Linked DNA regions of Sus scrofa: regions 2 and 3 are each linked to region 1. Evidence: chromatin contacts called from public Hi-C data. All regions are on one chromosome and are shown on one strand. The core of a region is the stretch at or near the end of the contact, and the rest is flanking DNA. Distances in the headings are between cores, read along the strand shown.

What was found. Hi-C and Micro-C count contacts between places; a contact is called where the count stands out from the background.
Region 2: a Hi-C map of liver shows a contact between it and region 1, with 1.9 times the contacts expected there. The contact joins the enhancer-like site here to the promoter of HSD17B14 in region 1. A contact is called at or near these places in 6 of 47 Hi-C or Micro-C datasets (embryonic fibroblasts, fetal heart ventricle, fetal liver and 2 more) and 1 of 2 datasets of contacts at active chromatin or transcription factors (alveolar macrophages).
Region 3: a contact with region 1 is called in a Hi-C map of liver, with 1.6 times the contacts expected there. The contact joins the promoter of NUCB1 here to the promoter of HSD17B14 in region 1. A contact is called at or near these places in 15 of 47 Hi-C or Micro-C datasets (blood, embryonic fibroblasts, epiblast stem cells and 7 more) and 2 of 2 datasets of contacts at active chromatin or transcription factors (alveolar macrophages and skeletal muscle).

What each region holds. Positions count from the first base shown.
Region 1 is chr6:54,142,686-54,145,705 of Sscrofa11.1, reverse strand. HSD17B14 (17-beta-hydroxysteroid dehydrogenase 14) reads left to right here and starts at 1,563. Exons shown (of 10, transcript XM_021094705.1): 1 at 1,563-1,735; 2 at 2,096-2,261; 3 at 2,785-2,823; 4 at 3,017-3,020. The coding sequence starts at 2,174. PLEKHA4 (pleckstrin homology domain-containing family A member 4) reads left to right here. Exons shown (of 21, transcript XM_013998606.2): 18 at 360-378; 19 at 381-417; 20 at 811-923; 21 at 1,233-1,690. The coding sequence ends at 1,495.
Region 2 is chr6:54,099,341-54,102,360 of Sscrofa11.1, reverse strand. No RefSeq gene overlaps it. Among named protein-coding and RNA genes, the nearest start is that of FGF21, 18 kb to the right of the region's middle. Within about 2 kb of position 1,425, at least 14 of the 83 cell types and tissues checked have an H3K27ac peak or open chromatin away from gene starts, as enhancers often do. A contact at or near this core is called in fetal liver and liver, where this site is marked.
Region 3 is chr6:54,185,651-54,188,670 of Sscrofa11.1, reverse strand. It overlaps NUCB1 (nucleobindin 1), which reads right to left and starts at 1,517. Exons shown (of 13, transcript NM_001244488.1): 1 at 1,379-1,517; 2 at 854-990. The coding sequence starts at 979.

The DNA.
Region 1 (3,020 bases), core at 314-2,813:
CTGCCCTTGCTCAGTGGGTTAACGATCCGGCGTTGCCGTGAGCTGTGGTGTAGGTTGCAGACGCGGCTCGGATCCCGCGTGGCTGTGGCTCTGGCGTAGGCCGGTGGCTACAGCTCTGATTCAACCCCTAGCCTGGGAACCTCCATATGCCGCGGGAGCGGCCCAAGAAATAGCAACAACAACAACAACAACAACAAAAAGACAAAAGACAAAAAAGACAAAAAAAAAAAAAAAAAGACATTTGCCATGTTTGGGGGGGGGCAATTTTCTCTCTTCGCTAAGCTCCTTCACTTCATCCTCAAAATGAGGACGTGAGGGCTTCCTGGGGGAGGAATTCTAATGCTCCAATTCCTTTGCAGCCTGCCCTGGGACACTCAGGAGCCAGAAATGGCTCAGAAGCTCTGGGTCCTGGAGCAGGTAAGGAATTGGAGATCCAAACTAGAAGCAAGAAAGTCAACAAAAGGGTGAGGAGTAGCATTAAGTATTAATGTCTCCTGAGTACTCTTGAGTACCAGGGTATGGATGGCAGAACATTTCAGAGACGCTTGAATTCCTGGGGAATGAGAAAGCCCTAGTTCACAGCGGTTCCACCGTTGCTGTCAAACTCTGCTCCTCTGTCGGGAAGTTTTCGGGCAATTGGACTACAGATCCCATAATGCACGCAGACTTAAAAAGAGGGTCTCGCCCTGTTCAAAATCCTTTAGAGCCATATGCTAGGGACTACAACTCCCAGAAGGACACGCTCTGCACCGTGGTCCTCACCTTACAGGCAAATTATTCAAGGCCACCCCTGCATCTTCTTTTTTCTAGTCCGAGGAACACGACCCCTTATTTACCAACATCTGAGGGTCACCGGGAGCGAGTTCTCAGCCTCTCTCAAGCCTTGGCTGCTGAGGCGTCACAGTGGCACCGAATGATGACAGGTGAGAATGGGCTGGGGACCTTGGGCTCCTGGGTGTTAGGGAAGAGGGAGTCTGGAGGCCCGGAATCCTAGGTCCTGGTGGGGAGGGGGGTCCGACGACCGCCAGAAACCCTCTGCCTTGGTAAAGAAAGAGCTGGACAGGGCTTGGGGGTTCCAGACCCCAGTAGGAGGGGACTGGATCCCAGGACTGCCGTGTCTGGGGAGGAGAGGACGGGGAGCCTGGACTCCTAGGTTTGAGAGGAAAGTCCTGGGTGTCGGGACTTCTGGGTCCCAAAGTTTGCCATTCTCGTTCTCCGTCCGTCCTCTCCAGGTGGCAGTTTGGACTCTCGAGGAGACCCTCTTCCCCCTGCGTCGCCACCTCCGTCAGATCCCACGCCCTGCGTGTCCTCGCCCCCAAGATCTCCTCCAGTGGCCAGTTCCCACTCCACGGGGTTCTCCCACCGAGGGACTGGGCGCGACGCAGGCCCGGCCTCTTGGGAGCCGACCTGGGATTCCGGGACCGCCCCTCCCGCGCTAACCCCAGACGAGGAGGCGTGGCCTCTGAGAGTCACGCTGCTACAGTCCAGCTTCTGACCCGCCCAAGCAGGGCAGCCAATCAGAGCTGGAGGGCGTGTCCCGGAGGTACTTCCGGGACAGATGGAGCCTCTTCCCTCACCTGAGGGCGTGATCTGGTCCCCTCCCGGTGGCCGAGGAGTGGCTACTTTGGCCAAAGTTTGATTTTCCCAATACTTGTCCAAATTTGGATTAAAACATTGAACTCTTAGTCGATAACTTTCTGTCTGTTTGGAGTTGTGACACCGGTGTCTCGAAGAGGTAGAGCTGGAGTGGTGAACTCCTGGGTCCCGCGGGAGGAGGGGACAGCGGACTCAGCTTTGTGTGTCAGAGGAACGGGGGGAGCTCGAGGTCTGGATTACTGAGTCTGAGGGAGGAGGGGGCCGGCGACCTGGATTCCTGGGTCTGAAGGAAGAGAGGACCCGGGACCTGGACTTTGGAGTCCAAGGTCCGGCAGAGGGGGCCGGACTCCAGGAATCCCGAGTTTGAGGGTTGGGGGACCGGCCTCCTGGGTCTGAGGGAGGAGGGGGCTGGGGCCAAGTTCCAGGCTTCTGGCTTTCCTGGCAACGCCCCCGGGGCCGGGCTTCAGGATCCAGCCCCTATTTATGGTTCGACCCCAAGACCTCACCGGACTTCAGAGGGGGATAGAAGCCTCGAGTGAGTGTGAGTGAGTGGCCGAAGGAGACCTTCTGACGCGGGATGGCAACGGGAACGCGCTATGCCGGGAAGGTGGTAATCGTGACGGGGGGCGGGCGCGGCATCGGAGCTGGGATCGTCCGAGCCTTCGGTGAGTGGGGTCTGGTCGGCTCTGAACAGTGGAGTCTGGGAGCGGAGGGACCCGGGGGCTAATGGGTGTGGGACGAAGTATCTTCTGTACTGGAATCTAGATTCTTGTCTCGTAAAATCCAATTTGCAAAGTTAACGAAGGGAAGGCAGAGGTGGCCTGGGGCCTGAGATTGCGGCGGATTTTCAAATGCCATTGACTCCCTTTCTCTGGGTCTCAGCTATTGCTACAGAATGGGGGGCCGGGGGTGGTGGTTGAAGGAATATGTCTTTTGGAGGTTTAGGGTTTACTCTAGAACCCAGGGATGGAGACTCAGGAGCCCCAGAAGTCACCTGGAATAGCCAAGGAGAAGGCTAGGCTTCTGCCTTTTGCCCTACGGGATCATCATGAGACTTTGGGGTCACGAGGGGAACAGAGCTGGGGCGGTGGTGGGGGGGGAACGGCCCTGTTCCGGGTGGCCACAGAGGGCAGCAGAGATCTTCACCAAGGTCTCTGCAGGGCTAACCTATTCCCTGTCTATTCGCAGTGGAAAGTGGCGCCCAGGTGGTGATCTGTGACAAAGACGGTGAGTGAGGGTCCCCCAGTCCTCAGCCCACTGCCTCCTCCCTTAGATTCAAGAAGAATACAGGCCCCAGCACCCTCCTCCCTCAGACCCAGGATCCAGCCCCAGCCCTCCTCCCTCAGACCCAGGATCCTGGGCCCCCAGCCCCTCCTCTCTGAGACCCAGGCTCCAGCCCCCAGCCCTTCTCTTCCTGCAGAGTC
Region 2 (3,020 bases), core at 176-2,675, 43 kb after region 1:
GTGGCTTGGGTCTCTGCAGGGGCAGGTGTTCGATCCTTGGCCCCAGCTGTGGCTCATTCAGTCCCTGGCCTGGGAACTTCTATATGCCTTGGGTGTGGCCATAAAATTAAAGAGAGAGGAGATAATAAATGGAGCAGAGCCCGACTGGACGAGGTTTGTCTTAAAATTGGAGCCCTATGGGAGTTCCCGTCGTGGCGCAGTGGTTAACGAATCCGACTAGGAACCATGAGGTTGCGGGTTCGATCTCTGGCCCCGCTCAGTGAGTTAAGGACCCGGCATTGCTGTGGCTGTGGCGTAGGCTGGCAGCTGCAGCTCCCATTAGACCCCTAGCCTGGGAACCTCCATATGCCGTGGGAGCGGCCCAAGAAATGGCAAAAAGACAAAAAAAAAAAAAAAAAAATTGGAGTCCTGTGGCCACAAGCCACGGAGTGCTGGTAACCATTAAAAGCCGGAGGAGGCTAAGGAACAGATTCTTCCCAGAAGAGCCTCCAGAGGGAGCATCGCCCTGCCCATACCTTGATTTCAATCCGAGATTCAGCGATTGGACTTCTAACCTCCGGAACTGTGAGAGAATATTTTTTGTGTGTGTTATTTCAAGGCACCTAACGAATCGTAATTTGGTCCAGCAACCTTAGGGAACTAATATGCTATACATTTCAGTTTTATTTATGTATGGTGTATTTCTGTGATATGTCAAGATAAAAAGTTTAAAAATTAACTGAACAGCTTTCCCTTTTCTTTCATTGACAAAAGTAATGTTGACAGTTCTGGTGATAAGCCACATGGATTTCAACCCCCACCCCCGCCGGTTGAACTTTTTCCTGCTCTTTCAAAATAATAACTCTCTAATTGACAGCCCTAACTTGCCTAGTTAAAGCTGCCACCTGCTAGCTTGAGGCCGTGAAAGGGCAAAATGAATCAAACAGGCAGAATATCTGGTAGAGCCGGCTTCATTGATTGAAGAACAGGTTTTAACATTTCTGCATCAGGGATGCCTCTTATAATTCGTAGGGACTTACGAGTTTTCATTGCCTGCATGTGTGTGGACATCAAAAGTTCCAGCTTCGCAGTTTGCCGGGTGGAGATCAGAAACTTGGGGGAAAGGAATCCCAGAAGCAATACTGAAGCGTACCTTTGATGCCCCGGGAAGCAGGGTTGTGGGGATGGATCGAGAATCAGATGTGATACAGGTTAGCAGCAAACACAAGTCTAACCCCAATTTAGGGAGTCTTTAGCAGAGAGAGTTGTGGTTGAAGAGTGGTGTGAGCTAATAGGTTGAGAAAGTTCTCCTCAAGGAGGTAACATTTGAACTGTGACGTGATGGAGAGGAATTCTCCAGGCAGAAGAATGTTGGTGATGGAGATAAGCTGAGCCCCATGAATTTGTGGTCCACGGCCATAGTGCCTGTGGAGAGACTACATTTCCCAGCCTTCCTTGCATGGAGGTTGGGTCATGTGACTGGTTCTGGCCAATGGAATACAAGCAAGGAAGCTCTGCTCCACTTCCAGGCCTGGTTTCTAAAAAGCTCTCATTGGGTCCATCTCTCCCTTCTCCACCTGCTGATTGGATATGGATGCTAGTGTATTCGTTATCTATTGCTGTGTAATGAATCCGCCCCCACAAAAAAATGTGTCACAGCTTAAAATAACAAATACTGATTACCTCACATAGTTTCTGAAGGCCAGGAATTCAGAACAGCTTTAGCTGGGGGGATTCTGACTCAGGGTCTCTCATGAGGTTTCCATCAAGCTCTCAGGCAGGGCTGCAGTCCTCTGAAGCCTCAGTGGGGCTTCAGGAGTCAGTTCTAAGATCGCTCACATGGCTGTTGGCTGGGGGATTCTGTTCTCTGTCTGATGGTGTCTCCTTAGGCTGCTGGGGGGTCCCCAAGGCATAGCAGCTAGGGTAAGAGGGAAGAACAAATATGATTCCATACTGGATACATTTCTTTTTTTTTTTTTTTTTTTTTTTTTGTCTTTTTGCTATTTCTTGGGCTGCTCCCACGGCATATGGAGGTTCCCAGGTTAGGGGTCCAATTGGAGCTGCAGCCACCGGCCTACACCAGAGCCACAGAAACGCGGGATCAGAGCCGCGTCTGCAACCTACACCACAGCTCATGGCAACACCAGATCGTTAACCCACTGAGCAAGGGCAGGGACCGAACCCGCAACCTCATGGTTCCTAGTCGGATTCGTTAACCACTGCGCCACAACGGGAACTCCTGGATACATTTCTTTAACTTTGGCTTTCTATTGCTTTCGATACAAGTTAATCACTAAAGGGATGTTACCTATAAGCTTAAATTTTACATACTGGCCCATTTCTGGGAACCCTGTCTTCCAGGTAATGGGCATTAAGCTACCTTTGTTTAATGAGTTCCTGTTGTGGCTCAGTGGCTTACGAACCTAACTAGTATCCATGAGGATGCAGGGTCGATCCCTGGCCTCTCTTAGTGGGTTAAAGGTCTGGCGTTGCTGTGAGCTGCAGGGTAGGTCACAGATACGGCCTGGATCCTGCATTGCTGTGGCTGTGGTGTAAGAGCAGCTGCAGCTCTGATTCGACCCCTAGCCTGGGAACTTCCATATGGCCCAGATGCAGCCCTAAAAAAAAAAAAAGAGACAGCACAGCTGCCGTTAGCCTGGCGTCCTGCCCTTCTTCCGCTCTGCTGATTGGACTTGACATGAACAAGAAAAAAAATTATCAGTTGCCTAAATCACTGATATCTCAGAGCTTATCTTCCTCAGTGCTTTCACTAATTGCAGGGATCAATTGCCAAACGGACAAATGCGGAATTTCAAACAGAACACGTAGCACTTTGTGACTTTACTGTGTGCATATATAACTTTTTTTTTTTTTTTTTTTTTGTCTTTTTGCTTTTTGAGGGCCACTCCCACAGCATATGGAGGTTCCCAGGCTAGGGGTCCAATCGGAGCTGTAGCCACCGGCCTACACCAGAGCCACAGCAACGGGGGATCCGAGCCGCATCTGCGACCCACACCACAGCTCATGGCAATGCCGGATCC
Region 3 (3,020 bases), core at 268-2,767, 43 kb before region 1:
TGCCTGGAATATTCTTCCACACTCTTCAGATCTCACCCCAAGTGACCATACCTTCACCTTGACCATCACTCCTGGTGTCCATTCTCAGAGGGCCCAGCTATTTGCCTTCCCAGCGAGCTAGGGTGGTCTGTGAGGGCATGGGGCACTGTGCCTGGCTCAGAGAAGGTGCTCAAGAAATGTGTGGAAAGAATGAAGGGAGAGAGGATACCAGCTTCCCGTCTGTGTCTGCAACGATTTCACAGAGCAAAGGTCTCACTAGTTGGGTGGGGACCTGCCACCCAAGAGCATGGCACGATCTGTTCCAGAGATAGTGATGTGCCCATTCCTAGTGGCAGCTATAGGAGTCACAAGTGAGGGTACTGGCCTTGAGGATCTTTAAAGTTCCAAATTCCCTAAGACCAAAGGTTTCACACTGTTTAATAAACACACGTTGGAATAAATGAGCAGTGTACATGCCCATCATAATTTAAACTACAACTCCCATGAGTACCATGAGGCCAGTTAGCTAACACCACCTGCTCAAGGTGCTATTGGGAAATGTAGTTCTCCCCCCTCCCCATTCCTTCTTGAGGGGAGGGCGTCTTAAAAGAGCGGAGAGGTTTTTTTTACTAAGGGTGATGCAGATTTTTCACCTAAAATCTAAACTGATTTTCTAAGTCAGGGACTTAGGCATCTCACACAGACACACACACAACCGCCCCCATGTTTTTCACCACGTCAAAGCCCTGGGACTGCAAAGAGTGGCTGGGAAACTCCAAGCCGCATCCGTAGCCACCCAGAGGCCACGGTGGGGGAGCGAGAATTGTAGTACCACTGCAAACACCTGGCTGGCAAGCAGGGCAGGGCCACTCACGGGGCTCTCGGTCGCGGGATTCTCCTCCTTGGACGCCCCCCGGTCCAGGGGCACGGCCAGAACAGCGTGCAGCAGCAGCAGAGGTGGCAGGAGTAGGAGGGCTGTAAGGGTCCCATAGGGTGGCATGGCTGCGTGGTCTGCGGGGAACGGAGAGGTGGAAAATGTCTGTCCCAAGCCTCCTCCTCCCCTAGACCCGGGAGTCTGGACCCCCAGCGCCGCTCCCTGCCTTCCTTCCAAGAGTCAAGACTCAAAGCTTCTCCTTTCCTCGGACCCAGGATTCCGAGGTCCCAGCCTTCCCCTCCTCAGACCCAGGCGTCCTGGCTTCCGGCATCCTCTTCGCTGAGACTCAGGAGTTTGGGATCTCAATCCCCTTTCCCCAGACCCAAAGGTCCAGGCCCCCAGCCTCCTCTCTTCCCAGGATCTAGAGGCACTGGTGCCCAGCCCGTCTTCCTCCGAAACTCTGGTCCCCCGCCTCCCTTGTCCCCAAGACCCAAGAAAGCGTCTAGGATCCTTCAAGCCCCTCACCTCTCCTTCGCTGCAGAGGGCGTTTTCCCGAGCCAGGACCTCCGGTGCGTTCTTGGTGATTTCCCCCCTAGGCCGTGCCCACTTTCCCGCAGAGGACCCGCCCTCAGCAGCCTGATTGGTCCACGCTGGCGCCAGGTTCCCGGGGGCAGCTGTCTAGCGGCCCCGCCCCTGTGGAAGTCGCTGGCCTTTTCTCGAAAGCCTAGGCTTCTGGCTCGGAAGCCCTACCTCTTGACGTCACATTTCCTGCTTTTTAGGCCAAAGAACGGAGATTTTCAAAGAGAACTACAACGCCCTGCGGGCGGGACGAAAAGGAGTCCACTTTGGCGGACATTTTGGCCCCTCTGCCTCATGGGAGTTGTAGTTTTCTCATTTATTTTCTCCCCGAGAATTGGCTGTAAATTACAGATAGGTAGTAACTGGCAGAGGTCACGTTGTACGTTTCTTTTCTAAGAGAGGCGCGTAGAGCGAGTCTGCGACACAACCTCTGTCAGGTCCCTTTAAGGAACACCTGCATGCGTTTCCAATTCAGAACCCCTGGCGCAGGGTTGCCTAGTTGCAGCAAAGACCCAGAGTCATTGCTTTGTTAGAAGTGGAGGGTGGGGAGCCAGGAGGGAAGGGATTAGGGCAGGTCTCAGTGGGAATCCCCCTCCCACCTCCTGAGCCCTCTTTTTTCCCCTGCTTACTTCCTAGAGACCCAGAGATTAGCTCCATTAGCTCCCCGGCTCCCAAAGACAGGGTCAGGTATGTTCAGAAATTTGCCTGAGGGGCAAGACGCTGAAGTGCAAAAGTGAAAAGCCTCACCAGGCAGGAGAGGAACAGAGGGAGTCTCCAGGATCCCAGGCAGGTGGGTGCAGGGGGTCTGGGGTCACTGGGGGTGGGGTGTTTCGAGCCAAAGAGTCCTGAGTTCCCATGCCCGGGTATAGGAGATAGTTATTTGGGGAAGAGAAAACTGGAATCCTGGGTTGCTGATAGTGATGACAGCTGGAATCAGGCTGCCGGGTCCCTAACAAATGTTGGTGCTGGACTTGTGGCTACCTGGGTCCAGGAGAAAATTTAAAATTTAAGATCAGGTGTTGGAAGACAGAGTTGGGATGTTGGGTCTGACTGCTTGTTTTGCTTCTCCAGAATGTCTCAGGAGAATAGTACATGGAAGAGAAAGTAAGTGGGAAAATGGAATGGACAGGGGTGGAGATGGGGGTGCAAGAGGGAACTCAGAGTTTGAGCATGCCCACACCCACTCAGCTCTTCACCAGCCTTGCAGGAAGGAGCTAGGGGCCTGGACTTCTGGGTCCTACCTAAAGGGAGGGAGCTACAGATGAAGCCTCCTGGGTCTGAGAGAGGAAGTGGGGGGGCTTGGAGCCCAGAGACAGGAGGGGCCTGGGATGTCTGAGTCCTGGATTCTAGACAGGTCAGTGCTTCAAGAAAGAGCTTCAGAACTGGTGGGGGCCGTTGTGGCTCAGTGGAAAGGAATCTGAATAGTATTCAGGAGGATGCTGATTCAACCCCTAGTCTGAGAACCTCCATATGCTGCGGGTGTGGCCCTGGGAAAAAAAAAAAAAAAAAAAGCCTGGTGCAGCAGGCTCAGGTTCTGCCTCTTCTGTGACCTCACAAGTGTTCAGAATCTTAGGCTGGGCAGGGGGAA